Regions from separate parts of the Hordeum vulgare genome. Here region 2 is linked to region 1. The links are chromatin contacts, called in public Hi-C maps. All regions are on one chromosome and are shown on one strand. The core of a region is the stretch at or near the end of the contact, and the rest is flanking DNA. Distances in the headings are between cores, read along the strand shown.

What was found. Hi-C and Micro-C count contacts between places; a contact is called where the count stands out from the background.
Region 2: a Hi-C map of leaf shows a contact between it and region 1, with 2.4 times the contacts expected there. The contact joins two enhancer-like sites. A contact is called at or near these places in 2 of 6 Hi-C or Micro-C datasets (leaf and seedling).

What each region holds. Positions count from the first base shown.
Region 1 is chr4H:576,729,758-576,737,519 of MorexV3_pseudomolecules_assembly, reverse strand. No RefSeq gene overlaps it. Among protein-coding and RNA genes, the nearest start is that of LOC123447193, 50 kb to the right of the region's middle. Within about 2 kb of position 4,774, at least 2 of the 3 cell types and tissues checked have open chromatin away from gene starts, as enhancers often do. A contact at or near this core is called in leaf, where this site is marked.
Region 2 is chr4H:576,866,616-576,874,377 of MorexV3_pseudomolecules_assembly, reverse strand. LOC123449680 (cysteine--tRNA ligase CPS1, chloroplastic/mitochondrial-like) reads left to right here. Exons shown (of 10, transcript XM_045126977.1): 4 at 73-243; 5 at 323-604; 6 at 698-823; 7 at 960-1,163; 8 at 1,255-1,437; 9 at 1,529-1,765; 10 at 1,860-2,020. The coding sequence ends at 1,735. Among protein-coding and RNA genes, the nearest start is that of LOC123449680, 6.7 kb to the left of the region's middle. Within about 2 kb of position 3,362, at least 2 of the 3 cell types and tissues checked have open chromatin away from gene starts, as enhancers often do. A contact at or near this core is called in leaf, where this site is marked.

The DNA.
Region 1 (7,762 bases), core at 3,525-6,024:
AAATTGTTGGATCATATCTTCCTCAAAATGTCCAAATATTTCCTTGTCTAGTTCAAAAGTAATTCAAGAATATTCCTTTTCCTATTCTGCCCTCAATGGCACTTTGTGAAGGAAGTGTCATTTTATATTTTAGTTTTGCCTAAAAAAATTGTGGACTCTTTGCTATCCATATTAGGGCATCATGCCATAATTCAACTTCATTTTCCTAGTAATTTTTCCTCAGCTAATTTCCAAAGTTTCTGTCCAGAAAGGAACTTTGTGAAGGAGGTACTAGCTAGGCATATCCAAATGATTTGAAATTTTGACTTGACCTTCATATGCTCAAATAGTAGCTCTCCTCCAAATTTGAGCATTTCTCCATCATCCATGTGAGCCCAGCAGCACATCTTAGTCTCTAGTCAGATTTTCAGTTTGTGAAGCAACTATATTTTATATTGCTTCATTATTGCTGAAAACTTGCAATGACCTTATATTTCCCATATCTTTTGTCTCCTCCAAATTTGGGATCATTTCTTTCAGCCAATATTTCTACACATTTTTTTCTTAGTTTGTGTCGAGAGAGATGCATTGTGAAGGAAGTACCATTTTGGTGTATCTAGTTGGTATGAAAGTTTTGCAGTGCATCCATACTCCCAAATAATTCATCTCCTCCAAATGTCATCTCAATCCAATCAAGCATGTGAGTGCTTCATATTTTGCATTTCTGCCCACTGGGGTACATTGTACAGCAACTTCTATCTAGATTCATCCTTTTGAGCTGAAAATTCGCATTGATGATCATCTTAGTGATTGATCACTCTTAGCCAAAGATCATAGTCTCTACCCAGGACTATCTTTCTCACGAAGCAACCAACACCTTGTTGTTCTGTTGTCTTCAACCACTGTGTGGTCACATGAGGGGCTACTGTGCTTGCTCAATTGCACTTTGGCACTCTGTGCTGAATGAACCTTCGAGTAGACAAGGTCGGGTTGAGCAGAGCGCGTGCCACCATCGTGTTCACGCGATGACCATGTGTCTTCATGACAATGCGCGTGCTCTGGGAAGTGGAGCCCTCGACTTCGTCTATTTCCACCTAGCTCCTCTCGAAGCCTCGTCGTGTCATGGAGCTTCCCCGTGATCGAGCAGTCCCGTCTCTACCTTGTCCCCTTCCCATCTCACCGTCATCAAGCATTAGCAGCTACGTCCGTGACCTGGCCGCCCCTGCTGCGCCATGGCTTGTCTCCCAAGCTCGCCAAAGCCTTCCCGAGCTCTCCCCGTCGCTTTAAATATCTTCCCCGGCCTCCTTTGCGTCTTGCCAGCCCCTCAAGTCCCCCCCAAGCCCTCCCAAGGTCCCCATTGCCGAATGGCCGAAGCAGTCGTCGTCGATCCCCATGGTCGATCCCTTCCCCAGGCCTACCCTTTCCCTCCTAGACCCACCAGGGTTGTGGCCTAGCCCCCGCCCCCCCCCCCAAAGCCACCCCGACCCCAACGCCTCCTCTCCACATCCGAGTTGCGCACCCCCATGCCGCTCCAGCCGGCTGTTCGCCAAGATCGAAGGGAGGTCTCTCCATTCCCCGTCGGCGTTCGTGCCTGTGCAGGATGGACGCGACGCTCTGCCCCGATCCCGATGGTTCCCTCCACTTGGTCGGAGATGGACGAAGGCACCGGGGCTAGCGTCGGCTCGCGCTCTGCCTCGCCTCTCCTCTGCCCCCATCGGGAAGGATAAGAAGGAGTGGGAAGGAGAGAGATAAGTTAACTCGGGCCTCGTGCGTCAGCGAGTGAAGCCCCGGGCCCGCGTGGATAAGTGGAGATGTATTTTCCAAAATACACTTTCAAAGTTAGAAAGCGCATTCTTGTTCTTCCACGGCTGAAAATGTATTTTCTTTTGCAGAAGGTGTATTTCCCTGGAAGGCGCTTTATGTGTTATTAGTTAGGGGCTCATTTGTAGATATTTATTTAATAGATTAGTCCCTAATCTTTAGTCGTCCATATCCTCGCTCCCGTAGCTCCGATTCAGGTGACTCTAAAGCCCTTGTTTTCGTCTCGTGGAGCACATTCTGTTGGTATCATTTTCATGATGTTGTCACGTTATGAAAATGACTATTTATCCCTTGCCCTCGTTTAGCCCCTCCGAGAGAGAAAGTTTTCCGATGAATCATTCCATGAGTTCCTTGCACTTCTCCCCGATGGTTCCTTCATCCTAGGCAAGCCACGAGAACCACTTGCATGATGGCCTTACAGTAACCATGGTTTCCACTTGAATATTTAATAATTGTCTGCTCAGTTACTACTCTTATTCCTGTTTTAGCTATGCTTGTGAATCCATGCTTATCATCATGCTATGCTCTTATGCACCCTCTTAGTTAGGTGATTACTTCTTAATATTATTCTCATATGTCATGCTAGTACATGTTGGTGATAATAGTGTTCATCTGATGCATGATTATCGTCAATTATGAAAAGTACATGTGATATGCATGATCATCGCTATGCCATGTTCATGTGCATCCACTAGACTAAGTGATTTATTATTGTTGATGCTAATGCTTCCCATGTTAAATGGTTATACTTTCATTCCATGTTTATGCTGATATCATGCTCATATGCGTTGTCATTGCATCTTTTTATTTTTATTATGACTCGATTTGTTACTTTTCAAGTTTAACCGGATATTAATTGAACTTGAGCACTTCTTGGTTGAGTCATAGTGCCATCGAGTCGAGCTGGCCAGTGCAGCCACACTTGCCTATATGGGAAGGCCTTAATGCGGTCTGTTGGTATGCCTCTCGCCGGTGCCGCTAACTAGGAAAGGTTATGCACGCGTGCTATCTTGTCCCGGTAGGCGGCGATAACCTTGTGTGCCCATAGTTGTTGTAGGCGCCTTTGTCCCCGTTTGGGACCGTTTTTGTTTTGCACAACGGTGGCGAGGAGATATCCACAGTGGCATCGAGGCCATCCATGACTTAGGCCAAAGGGTAGTTTGTCGGAGTGTCCGGGAGAGTGCCATACAATAAATCGGTTTTTTTGGAATGCTGCTGGTCCATCCGAATGGGAGCAGGAGGCCTTGTGTTCCATGGTGTGGGTACAGTATATTAACCTCTGCAAAGTGTATAACTATCGATAGCCGTGCCCACAGATATAGGCCCAGTTCATAGTAGGTGACACTATGAGTCAACAGTAATAATAACATGTTTTAATAAACAACCCTGGTTTAATAAACATTCCCGGCCATGCATGAAGTGGAGGAGCCGTGCACCACTCGCCCCTGATTGAACTCGGCACTGCCCGTCCCCGATTGAGCTCGACATTGCCTGCCGCCATGCGTACGTTACCCGTCATGGCCGTGCGAGCTTCCCCACCCTGTCTCGCTCTTCTCCGGTGCCGTCCCGTCCTGATTCACACCGCGAGTGGCCTACTCCATCCTGTCCGTGGACGGCCTCACCTCAGCAGTGGAGGTCATGCTGGCCGCAATTCGGATCGAAGGCAACAAATTCCGGCATGCGACGGCTTCTTACGACACGCGGCGATGGATTCCGATGAGTTTCAGGTAGATTTCGGCCAATTCCATGGCGGCGCGTTTGCTCCGACAAGGATTGACGAGTTTACGGGATGAACTATATACTGTCTCCAAAACTGCACATATAATGTTTTCACGGATGGATTTACCGTGACCTTTAAAAAGTTTATGGATTGAACAAGTTTTAGGGGGTCTGCTAGGCACCGCTTTTAACTGTAAACACATCATTTTTTTACGGATTTGAGCATTATACACGGTCTGCTAGAGATGCTCCAAGGCAGATCTGGGAAAGTTCTTTAGACCAGTTTGGGCAGGTTCTTGAACCTTCCATGCGTGTGTCTTCATATTTTTCAGTGTTTTATCATTGATTTTCTTTAGTTTTTCCTTTGCTTCATTTTTAGTTATTTGAGTCGACCTTCTTCAATACATAATGTATGTTTCCCTATATACACATCACACTTTATTGATATGTGTTGAATATTTATCTAATATAAGACGAACAATTGTTCAAATACATGTTTGTACATTTTAAAACATGCATTGAACTTTCTTTTGGAACAGTATGAAAGTGTTATGTGATATTTTGCTAACATCTTCTAAAAAAATTGACATTTCCTAATATCACGAATATATATTTAAAGCATGAATATTTTATAAATGTCACATACGTAATTGTAATGGTAAGATTTTTAAAACAAAATAATTATTTTTATAATATTCTGTGAACATTTTTCTAAAATATCATGAACTTTTTTTTTGATATTCATGAACACTTTCCATAAATGTTACAAACATTTTCTTGAATGACAGGAATTTGTTTTTCAAAAATGCATGAACAATCGTTTTACATTGAATAACTACTTTTCATAAAATATCCTCAATATTTTTTGAAACACATGAACATTTCTTAAAAGTCAGGAATATGTTTTTAATGCTACAAACATTAAAAAATGAAATTATCCAAAAAATCTTTGTCTTAAAGTTTTCTGAACGGATGGTTAATGGTTTTAAAATTCAAGATAAATTATTTTTTACATTGTATATATATATATATATATATATATATATATATATATATATATATAATATTTTGAAATAGAAGTATAAAATTTAGAAAAAGAAAGAGGAAAAACGGCAACCGAAAGGAAACAAAACAGAGCAAACAACTCCCTAGTTGGCCAGCCCACTGGAGCGGTCCATTAGGCAAGTGGATGTTCGGTCCAGCCCACTGGAAGCGCGTGAATGGTAGGAGAGCAATTAGTTAGCGAGCCTTCGTACGATCACCCTCACATGTTGCCACTTGTCGTGTTTCAGCCACAGCCACTTGACACGTTCTGAGTGTTCCCTCCGGATTTCTTTTTTTATTATTTTTCAAACACATTTTCGGCTTTTTAATTGGTGTTTTCAAGTATATATTTGGTGTTTCGGGTTTTCATTGGTTTTTCTTAGCTTTTCGAAAGGAAAAGTTTTTTCAAAATTTGCGTGAATATACACATCTTTTTTGCGAGAGGCATGATTTTGCTTTCGTGAGAGATACGGTTTTGCATTTGCGAGAGGCACAGTCGTGTCTCTCAAAAACGAAAAAAAAATTGTTTTTTTTCGGACGAGGCACGACTGTGCCTCTTGAAAACGAAAAAAATCATTTTTTATGAGAGGCACAGTTTTTGCTTTCACGAAAGGCGCGATTTTTCTTTCACGAGAGGCACAGCCGTGCCTCTCAAAAACGGAAAAAACATATTTTTTGTTTTTTCTTTTCTATCGTGGGGACACGGTTTTTTTGTTTCTTTTTTTGTGAAAAAAATTCATCAAAACCGAGGACTTGGACGCATGATTTAAGAGATAAAACATTTTTTAAATATGGATGTACGAAAAAAGGAAAACTTTCAGGTTGCGATAAGTGACACACATGCGGTTCATCATTTGTCCCATTCTAGGATGGTGGCAGTGATCTTTGTATGGAGTACTCCTTAGTTTGTGATTTCGGAATCGTATTTTGTGCCTTCAATGCAAATTAGAGGGAGTTCCTATTCGCTGCATTATGCGGCAAACAGACCTCCCTTTGCACGGGGGGCATCCGACTAGGCCGGCTATTTCAGGTTAAACAAATGGAGCTGTCACGTGAAAAAATAAAACTAACATTGTGTTGTGCAAGATGAGAATCAAAGTACAAACTTCATGCTTGTCCATGAGTCCGAGTAACCATTCCACCTATTGAACATTGTTGACATAATGAGCAGAGCGAACTATAAAGTACTAAATTTTGCGGTGTAAACTAAACATTACTTAAAAAATTGCAAACAATATTTCGAATTTCAAACACTTTAATTAAGTTAGGAGTAATTTTAACAAAAACGAGCAAATTTTAAAATTTCACATCAGCTTTCAAACCTATGATGAAATCTTCAACTTCCCAAACATTTTTTTTGAAAACATGAACACTTTTCGAATTCGTAAATAAAACTCCAAAAATTGAACATCAGTTGGAATTTACATAATTTATTTAAAACTAAAAAAAATTCAAATTTTCAAAACATTGTTTTAAATGCATAAAATTTTCAAAATCCCATAATAAATTCACAAATGTGAATACTTTTTTACTTGGAGAACAAAAATTGAAAATGGGGACAACTTTTTAGATTCCAAACAAAATTTTAGACCAAGAACAATTGGGAAATACTTATTTTTTTTGGAAGTGAAAAAAAATACTAGGAGTATATAGGTAAACAAAAAAATGAAACCAATTTTTTCCCAAAATATTTGAACATTTTTAGAATTTGTTAACAAAATTAAAAGAACGAAAATAACTTTAGATTACGTGAACAAAAATTTAAAAACAAGAACATATTTTGAATTTGCAAGCAATTTAAGAAAGTAGGAACATTTTTTAAATCCCGCTCATTAGTTGAAAAGTTCCTAATATATTGAATACAAACCCTTAATTTTTTTAAATAAGAATATTTCTTGAAATGCCCAATTTTTTTTCAAAATGCGAACATTATTTGAATTTATTAAACTTGTGAACTAAATATTTTTTTTCAATATGAGATTTTTTGAATAATGCGAATAATTTTCTGAAATGCCCGAATAGTTTTTTTAAAATGCTTTTATACAAAGTACAAAAAAACATTCACATCATTTGTTGAAAAATAATAACATTTTTTGAAATGATGAACATTTTTTTAAATCCTGAATTTTGAAAGTTATGGATAGATTTTGAAAAACTACAATTATTTGAAATTATTTTAAAATAAAATAAAAAAGAAGAAGCGTAAAAAAAGAAAAATACGAAATACAGAGAAAAAACAAAAGGTTCCCAAAGCCGGCTCGCCAGTTGCGGTTGTAGATGCAGTGTCTATGCAAAACTCGGTTGGCCCATCGCGTTACTGGTCGATCGCACGCCTGTGTGAATTGCCGGCAGTTTCACGCAAAGCACGTCAAATAGGGTATTCCCCAAATAGATGTATTTGGTACGTGGCACAATAACGTGATACAAAAAGGCCAACCTATTAAGGGTCTATTTGTTTAGGCTTTGGCCTTTTCTTTTACAATTTTTCATTTTTATCTAAAAGTCAAAAAAGGTTCTAAATAGAAATTTTTGGAGCTTTTATGGCTTTTGATGCTGAATATAAAAAGGCATAAAAGCTCTTAAATAGGTGTTTTTGGAGCTTTTATGATTTTTGAAGATAAATATTCTTATATGATCCATCAAAGTCATAAAATCTCCAAAATCACATATTTAGAAGCTTTTATAGCTTTTGCCCAAATTGAAAATGCTGCAAAAGCACAACACAAACACGGCCTAAGCACAGTAGGAATGGTCTTAGTCTCCTTACATTTTTTTGGTTGACCTTTTTCCTGTTTGATTTATCACGGATATTAGGAGGAATTTTTATTTCTATTTATATTTTCCATTTTGAGTTTCAAGAAGATTTTATTTTCATATTAATGTCATTTTCCCGAATTCATAAACCTATTTTCTCAAATTCATGAACATTTTCAAGTATTGTTTCTCAGATTTTTAAAGTTATTCTAATTCTTGAAAATTTTGTCTCAACTTCGTATACTTTTTTCAAGTTCTTGAACTTTTTGGCTCAAATATGCCAACTTTTTAATTTTCTGAACTGGTTCATTAGAAATTTATGAAAAAATTTAAAATTACATTTTTCCTCAAACACGTGTCTTTTTCAAATTCATGAAAACTATTAGTCATATTTTTTTAGATTTTCTAAATTCATGAACTTCTAAAAAATATATGAATTCTGAAA
Region 2 (7,762 bases), core at 2,113-4,612, 140 kb before region 1:
TTCTAATGTGACACCACAAGATTTTTCTTCACTTGGTAAAACTCTTCTTGTTGTGTGTATGTTTGTGAACAGATAATCAAGAATGGCAAGGCCTATGTTGTAGACGGTGATGTTTACTTCTCCGTCGACAATTTTCCTGAATATCTGAGCTTATCGGGCAGGATCTTAGATCACAATCGTGCTGGTTCACGGGTTGCTGTCGATACAAGAAAGCGGAACCCTGCAGACTTTGCGTTATGGAAGGTAAGTTCGATACATTGTTGTGTAGAGTTTACTCTTGCACACTGCGAGTTTCTTATTATGCTTGAGTTACCATGTCCAGGCTGCTAAGGAAGGTGAGCCTTCTTGGGAGAGCCCTTGGGGTAACGGAAGACCAGGATGGCATATTGAATGCAGTGCAATGAGTGCTCACTATTTAGGGCATGTGTTTGATATTCATGGTGGAGGGAAAGATTTGATATTTCCTCATCATGAGAATGAGCTTGCACAAAGCCGGGCGGCTTATCCAGAAAGTGAGGTCAAATGCTGGATGCATAATGGCTTTATTAACATCGATGACCAAAAGATGTCAAAATCAGTTAATAACTTCTTCACGATCAGAGATGTAAGGAGATGGATACCTGACTTCTTTTAGTATAGTTCTCATTTAAACCTGTCGGGTGTTTCCCAAGATATCTCACATGTCTCTTCTTTTCAGATTATAACTCTGTATCATCCTTTGGCGCTGAGATTTTTCCTGATGCGCACACATTATAAATCAGATGCGAATCATTCTGATAAAGCACTTGAGATTGCATCTGATCGTGTGTACTACATTTTCCAGGTGATGTACTTAAACATCAATAATATTAGTCATTATTTGGTTTCAAATCAAAGTTTAGGCATTCGACACACGTCTGTCTGAGCAACTGAATTTTGAAGCAGACCTTTAATGTTTGATTGATATAAAAAATTTGCAGACTTTATATGACTGTGATGAAGTGGTGTCTCTGCATCGTGAAGAGAATACATCTGCCCCAGTCCCAGCTGAGGAGCAAAAACTGGTTGACGACCACCATAAAGCATTTTTGGAATCAATGTCAGATGATCTTCGGACTACAGATGTTCTGGATGGCTTCATGGAGCTTCTGAAGGCAATAAACGGCAATTTAAATGATTTGAAGGTATGTTCAAGCAATAATACACTGCTTTGAATGCTGGAACAAATTTATGTCCAGTTCACAGTAGTTCATCAAACACATTTTCTACTTCCAGAAGCTGCAGCAAAAACTGGAACAGCAAAAGAAGAAACAACAACAGCAAAAGAAGCAGCAACAGAAGCAGCAGCGGCCACAGAAGCAGCCAGAAGATCACATTCAAGCTCTGAATGCGCTGGGAGCAGAAATTAAACACAAGCTATCCATCCTTGGTCTGATGCCACCATCTCCTTTAGCAGAGGTACGAACTAAAGCCACACTATGTAGACGTGCCCATTTCCTCTTTTGACGATGATGGTTTGTGACACGAGCAAATGTCCAATCCAATGCAGGTACTCAAGCAGCTAAAGGAGAAGGCGCTGAAGCGGGCAGGGCTGACAGAGGAATCACTGAGTGAGCAGATTGAGCATAGGATCGCTGCCAGGAACAACAAGCAGTTCGAGGTGTCTGACCAGATCAGGAAGGAGCTTGCTAGCAAAGGCATCGCCCTGATGGATGAGCCTACGGGCACGGTGTGGAGACCATGTGAACGAGAGTAGTCGATGATTAATCTGTGCTTGGTTTAACAGGTGACAGTGTACAACGGATGAATCATTAATCTGCCCATCTTATTGCGCTGGTGCAGATTTTACTCATGCATCTTTGGATGTGGTATTTTTGTAGGGGTTCCAAGTTGACTGAAGAGATGAGACCTGTGTTGTGTCGGTGGATGTGTAGGACAGAGTCAAGGGCCCCCTATATGTTGGTATTATTGAGTCCTCCGTGTTGAATTTCTGTTGTGGACCTGCACCTTTGAATTCATAGTCTCAGTGGAATGAATGAAATGTTTTAGTTTGGCGTCATCCAGGGCACGCCCCCAAACGGACGTTCGCCTGCTTTTGTTCGTTTGGGGCGGCAATGGGATAGCCCATGTCCGGATCGGGCTATTGTCGGGTCGGTGCGCGGTCGCACCTCAAATCATGTCCAGGATGGACATGATTTTGTTGTTGCAAAACTCAAATAAATGCCCAAAATAATACGCAAACAATGTTTAGAACATAATTAATATAAAAACTAAGTATGATGAGCGTCGCATGTCGTGCTTGTCCCGAAACCAAGTGTCCTACAGTGGCGACAACGTACCTTGGGTCGTAGTATAGGTCGTCAGGCAGGCAACGACGATGGTGGTCGATCTCTTCGCGATAGGCACGGCCACTCATCGGGATCGGCGGCCGATCCGCGGGCAGATGCCAATTATTGGGTAGGTGAACGTCGCTCAGGGGAGCGGCGTCACTATTCCCCAATAACGTCTGCAAACATCTGCATGGACGTACTGTCGGTCGCGCGCGGGGGCGACCAGAGGGGCGATGGTGAATGCGGGCAGTGCAGGGGCCCTCCGTGGGGGTGGTCCAGGCGCTGAACTGGCGGCGGCCGAAGGACGAACCAATCTTGTGGTCGTGTGCCCCCTTACGGCCGGTGCTTCACCACACCATGGTTGCCGGTGGGCAGAGAGCTCGAGAAAAGGAGGAAAGAACCAGGGTTTGGGTGTTTGGTTTTGAGGGGGCATCAGGACTGGAGTGGGAGCGTGGACTGTGACCGGTCCACGGCTTCCCATCTAAGAAGGACGGCGACTGCTCGTCTGGGTGGATGACAGGTGGGGCCGACCGTGCGTTCGTAGTTAATTTAGGCGGTGGAAGGTAGATGGCCGCATGCCACGGCCCCCCGATGCGGACAAGAGATCCGTCCGTTCGTTGTCCATCTGAATTCAAACCGGAAGCATGTTTGTGTTGAAAATGACTCAGACTGGACACAAAGCAAAAAAGATAGGTCCAGACTGTTACACACTAGGTCGCGGGATTTGTCGCAAACAAACAAGGTCGAACGAATGAGTCGTGCGCGGGAGCGGCCTAATCTCCTGTCAACCGGAACTCGACACGTTTTGCACGACGATGATGGAAGAGAGAGAGAGAACGTAGGAGTACATAGGAAGAGCGGGCGGCTTTTCCGAGGCCTGCCGCGGCGGATGCTCTCTGCCGGTGGCGATGCCCTCTCCACGGAGACACGAACAGAAAGCGATCCGAGCTGCTCCAGTCCAGCATCTAGCCGATGGAGCTACGTACGTTCGCTGGCGTTGTGGGTGCGCCATCATGGCTGCCTGCGCACTGAGGCCCTGGCAACCGATCGCCATGATAATAACTCGTGAACCTACCTCGTCTGCGTGCTGCTTATTGCCGTCCTATGTACGTGTACCGCTACAGTGCAGCCGGTGGAACAGTAACTGCATGCCACCAGCAGCTCAGCTCTCTTTCTGGATCCCAGCTTCAGCTTTTGCCGTGGGATGATGACTCGGATCCCCTCCAGCACTGCCATGCCATTGGCATCGTCCGCTTACCGATGTCTGGACTGGACTGAGCAGAGCACTGACTGGGGTTGGGCGCTGATTGATCTTGACAAGCCGTGGCTGTTCCCACCACGGGCTTGTTCGTTTCGATCCGTTTAGCCAGGAGAGATAAATAAAGAGCTAATTACAGCTGCAGTACATAAACTTTCGGCTTGTTAACGGATTCATACAAAAACAAAAAAACCCCAGAAAAATGGTACAGTAACTACGATGCGGATTCATTAAGGGCAAAAACGCACTTAAAGTTGCCACATAGGCTGCCACGCATACCTGGATGGTCCTGATGTGTGAAGGCCATTTTTGCTGATAACCCCTGAAGTATCTCTGAATTATCCCAACTGATCTGGCATCTACAAGTGAATGAAATCTTCACACAGGAGGATATAGATAGCAGCAACAACTCAATAGGATATAGATAGCAGCAACACAAATACATAGATAGCAGCAGGATATAGATAGCAGTCTGTAACATGAACAAAACATCAAAATAGATGGGCGTCAATAGATAGCAGCAGGATATAGATAGCAGGATATAGATAGCAGTCTCAGCAGGATATAGATAGTAGTAAGCTCCCTAATTAGCATCTAGACTGATGCACAACACCAAATGCCAGCAAGTTAGTCTTTCCATATAGAGGAACTGCAATATGTAACCAGCCTGCAAGTAGTAGTTTTTAGCAAAAGCAATCTGGACAGTTAAAGACTACAGTCTGTAGCCACAAGTGCCATTACCAGCACAAAATACTAATTCCTCCTGCAAGCTTCTAGTTCATGTATGAACTGGGACATTTTTGCAGTTCAGAGATGAACTAATTAAACAAAGCAGTAATGAACTAATTGTCTGGAGTCCTAGGGGCATTTTGGGTCAGTGGAATCTCTTCATTCAAGTTTGGGATTGGTCCAAACATTAGCTGCCACAGAGGATAATCTTCCACTCTTCTCCCTCCTTCAGCTCCTCTTCCAGCAGCTGCTCCAGCTCCAGCTGCTGCTTGTGCTCCAGCTCTAGTTCCAGCAGCTGCTCCAGCTCCAGCTGCTGCTTGTGCTCCAGCTCCAGTTCCAGCAGTTGCTCCAACTCCAGTTTTAGCTTCAGCTCCAGCTCTTGGTCTTGCTCTTGCTCCAGTCCTTCCACCTGCAGCTCCTCTTGCTCTTGCTCTTCCACCTCCTCTTGTTTTTTTCTTTGCTCTTCCTGCATTGGCACTTGTTCCTGCCTCCTCTTCATTTGCAAAGTGTAGTAAATTCAGCAAATGGACTAACTATTGTTTCTAATTTTTGTAAAGTTTAGTGAAGTTTCATTGCACTTGTTTCTGGCTCACCTGCATTTGATTGTTTCTGGACCAAACACAAGCCCTACCCTGAACACTGGATTGTTCATGTCAACTTCTGGATTGTAGGCCCTAAATCTGTAGTTGAGCTTCTCAAGTTCTGCTTTAGACAGGTTGAGATCATCATCATCCAAAAGGTCATCCTCTGGTATATATCCTTCCTGCTCATTGTTATCACCAAGTGCTGCATCTATATTCTCAGTGAATATATCATCATCCATGTCTTCCACATCATAGTCACTCTCATCAAAATTAGAATCAGTTTCCTCTACATGCTCCTCTTCCTCTCTCTCCTCTCCTTGCTCTACATGTTCATCTTCATCTCTCTCCTCTCCTTGCTCTACATCTGCATCTGCTCTTCCCTCTCCATGCTCTTCTTCACTTCTGCCCTCTCCATTCTCTTCTTCACTTCTGCCCTCTTCCTCTCCCCCTTTAGCTCCTCTTGAAATAATTACATCTGGCAGAGGGGGGCCATCTTTGATCACATCTTCATAAAATCTTCTGATCTTGTTCTCCTCATCAACTATCACCAGCAGAGTCTTAGCTTCCTTACTTGCATTGACCATAGCAGCAATAACCTCTTCACTATTTACACAAACAAGACCATCAACAATGTCCTTGTCTGGCAAGCACCAGTATACTTGCAAATCAGGAAAACCATGCGAGTAATCCAACCTGTCCAAACAGTACTTCACCATTGAGAGTGACCATGTGTCTGCATGACAGTAATCAAAGGTTGCAATCGTGCTGTAAAGGTAGGATCTATTCATTCCTTCACCAATGAATATGCCATTATGCTCAAACTCTACTGAGAACAAAAGACTTTCTTATCCTGAGGTAACTGAAAAAATGAAAAGCAATACTCAGACAGGAAACAAAGCACATATGTAGGAAAAAATAGAAAAACAATATTCAGACTTAGACAGGAAACAGAGCACATATGTAGGAAAAAATGAAAACCAAGAATAAATTACTAGTCAGCCTGCTTGAAGAATAAATTACTAGTAAAATGACTGAATATGCAATTATCATCAGCAGCATATAGATGATCATCCCAGCAGTGTTCTTCATTGACCGCTGGTGATCTTGCAAGTGACAGTGACTATTGGTGTTTATTCAGCAAACTGCAACTCCAATTAACTTCAAAGCAACACAAGCATAGAGTTTAGTGTCATCTTCTTTATTTTGTTGGGTTGATGATATGTTTGATGTTTGTATGTTTGTCCGTAAACGTCAACTAAATTGAAAATTTCTTTCAAAATTTCCGTTTGGGTGCTGCTGTTCCATTTAACTGAATCAGAAACTCATGTAGTTCACCTGCCTTGACTAATTAACTAGTTTCAAGGCACTGTTAATCGGATGCCATCTGTCATTGTCGTTACTCCTTGAGGATCCATGCCAATCCGGTTGTCCCTGGTCAGACTCAGCCGGATATTAAAAAAATCTATGATAACAGTCACATTCCTAAGTTCTAACCATAATAAAAGGAAGTGTATGGAGGGTAGGAAGGTGGAAACACTTGTCAAGTGTGGCTACAAAGGCGGATACGTCTGAAGATTGGCTCAAGCAGACAGTATTCAACCAATCCTTTGCTCCAACTTCACTCATTTACATCTCAAACACTTAACAGTTTTTCTAGTAGATGACAGCACGGTTCGGACTCGAGATACTAGTAAAATGACTAGTAAAGCAATATTTACTAGTCAGCCTGCTTGAAGAAACAAAACATCGACACCAAAACAAAACATCAGTATGTACTAGTCAGCCTGCTTGAATAATCAGTAGCAAGGAAGCTCACTCATTTGGTTTTAACTGAAGAATACTAATGTAAGCATACCGTACAAGATCCAGTTAACAGGTTGAAACAAAACAACCACGTAGTACCAAAAATAGAAGTGCTAATATAAGCATCCAGTTTTTTAAGATACTAATGTAAAAGCTGATTTATTTTGTTCACTGTAATTTGTTTACATAGAGGAGAACAGAGTACCATGGCAAAGGAATTCAGAAAAGGGGGCATAGAGGAATTCAGAACAGAGTACCATTTGCTCACTCATTTTGTTCACTGTAATTTGTTTACATAGAGGAATTCAGAGTACCATGGCAAAAGTAAGTATTGAAACGCATATAAGCAGAATAATCTGTAGCGGCTCGGGTGATCCAAGACCTGTGGGGCAAAACCTGCAGTCCCCAAACCACAAAAAAGGGGCTCGCTTTTTTCCATTACAGAAATACGCCACGGACAGAAATACGCTACGCCAGGGAGGGGAAGGGGAGGGGAGGACGTCGCCGCACCGATCGCGACCAGCTCGAGGACGTTGAGCTCCTTGGCGAGCTGCTGCTGCTGCCCCTCGGCACGGGCCCTGTCGGAGTCGACCGGCTTCCGCCGCATCAGGCCCCACAACCCGCCGCCAAGCTGCAATGCCATCGCCGACGCCGAGAACCAAGGAATCGTGTTCCGGCGGATAAGGGCATCGGGTTCCGGCGGTTTACGCGGGGATTGGGCGGCGAGAAAGCGACGCAATCGTGTTGGTTTCGTGAGGAGGAGGAGGAGGGAGATCAAGATCCATACCGTACTCTGGAGGGAACAGCCCCGGTTCCCGGAGGAGCGGCTCCATGCCGCGTCGACCGACGGTGCCGACACCAATGCCGCCGACGGAGAAGGAGACCGAGGCAGCAGCGTCGGAGGCAGCAACGAGGAACAGCGTCGGAGGGTTTCTGGGGCAGCTGCGATTCAGACCAAGACAGAGGAACGGGGGGGGGGGGGGGTCTATGGAACGAGACAGAAGAACGGGGGGTTTCTGAAAAATACGATTGTGGGCCTCCTTCCGACGTGGCTGCCGCCGCGGCGCGTTTCGGACACT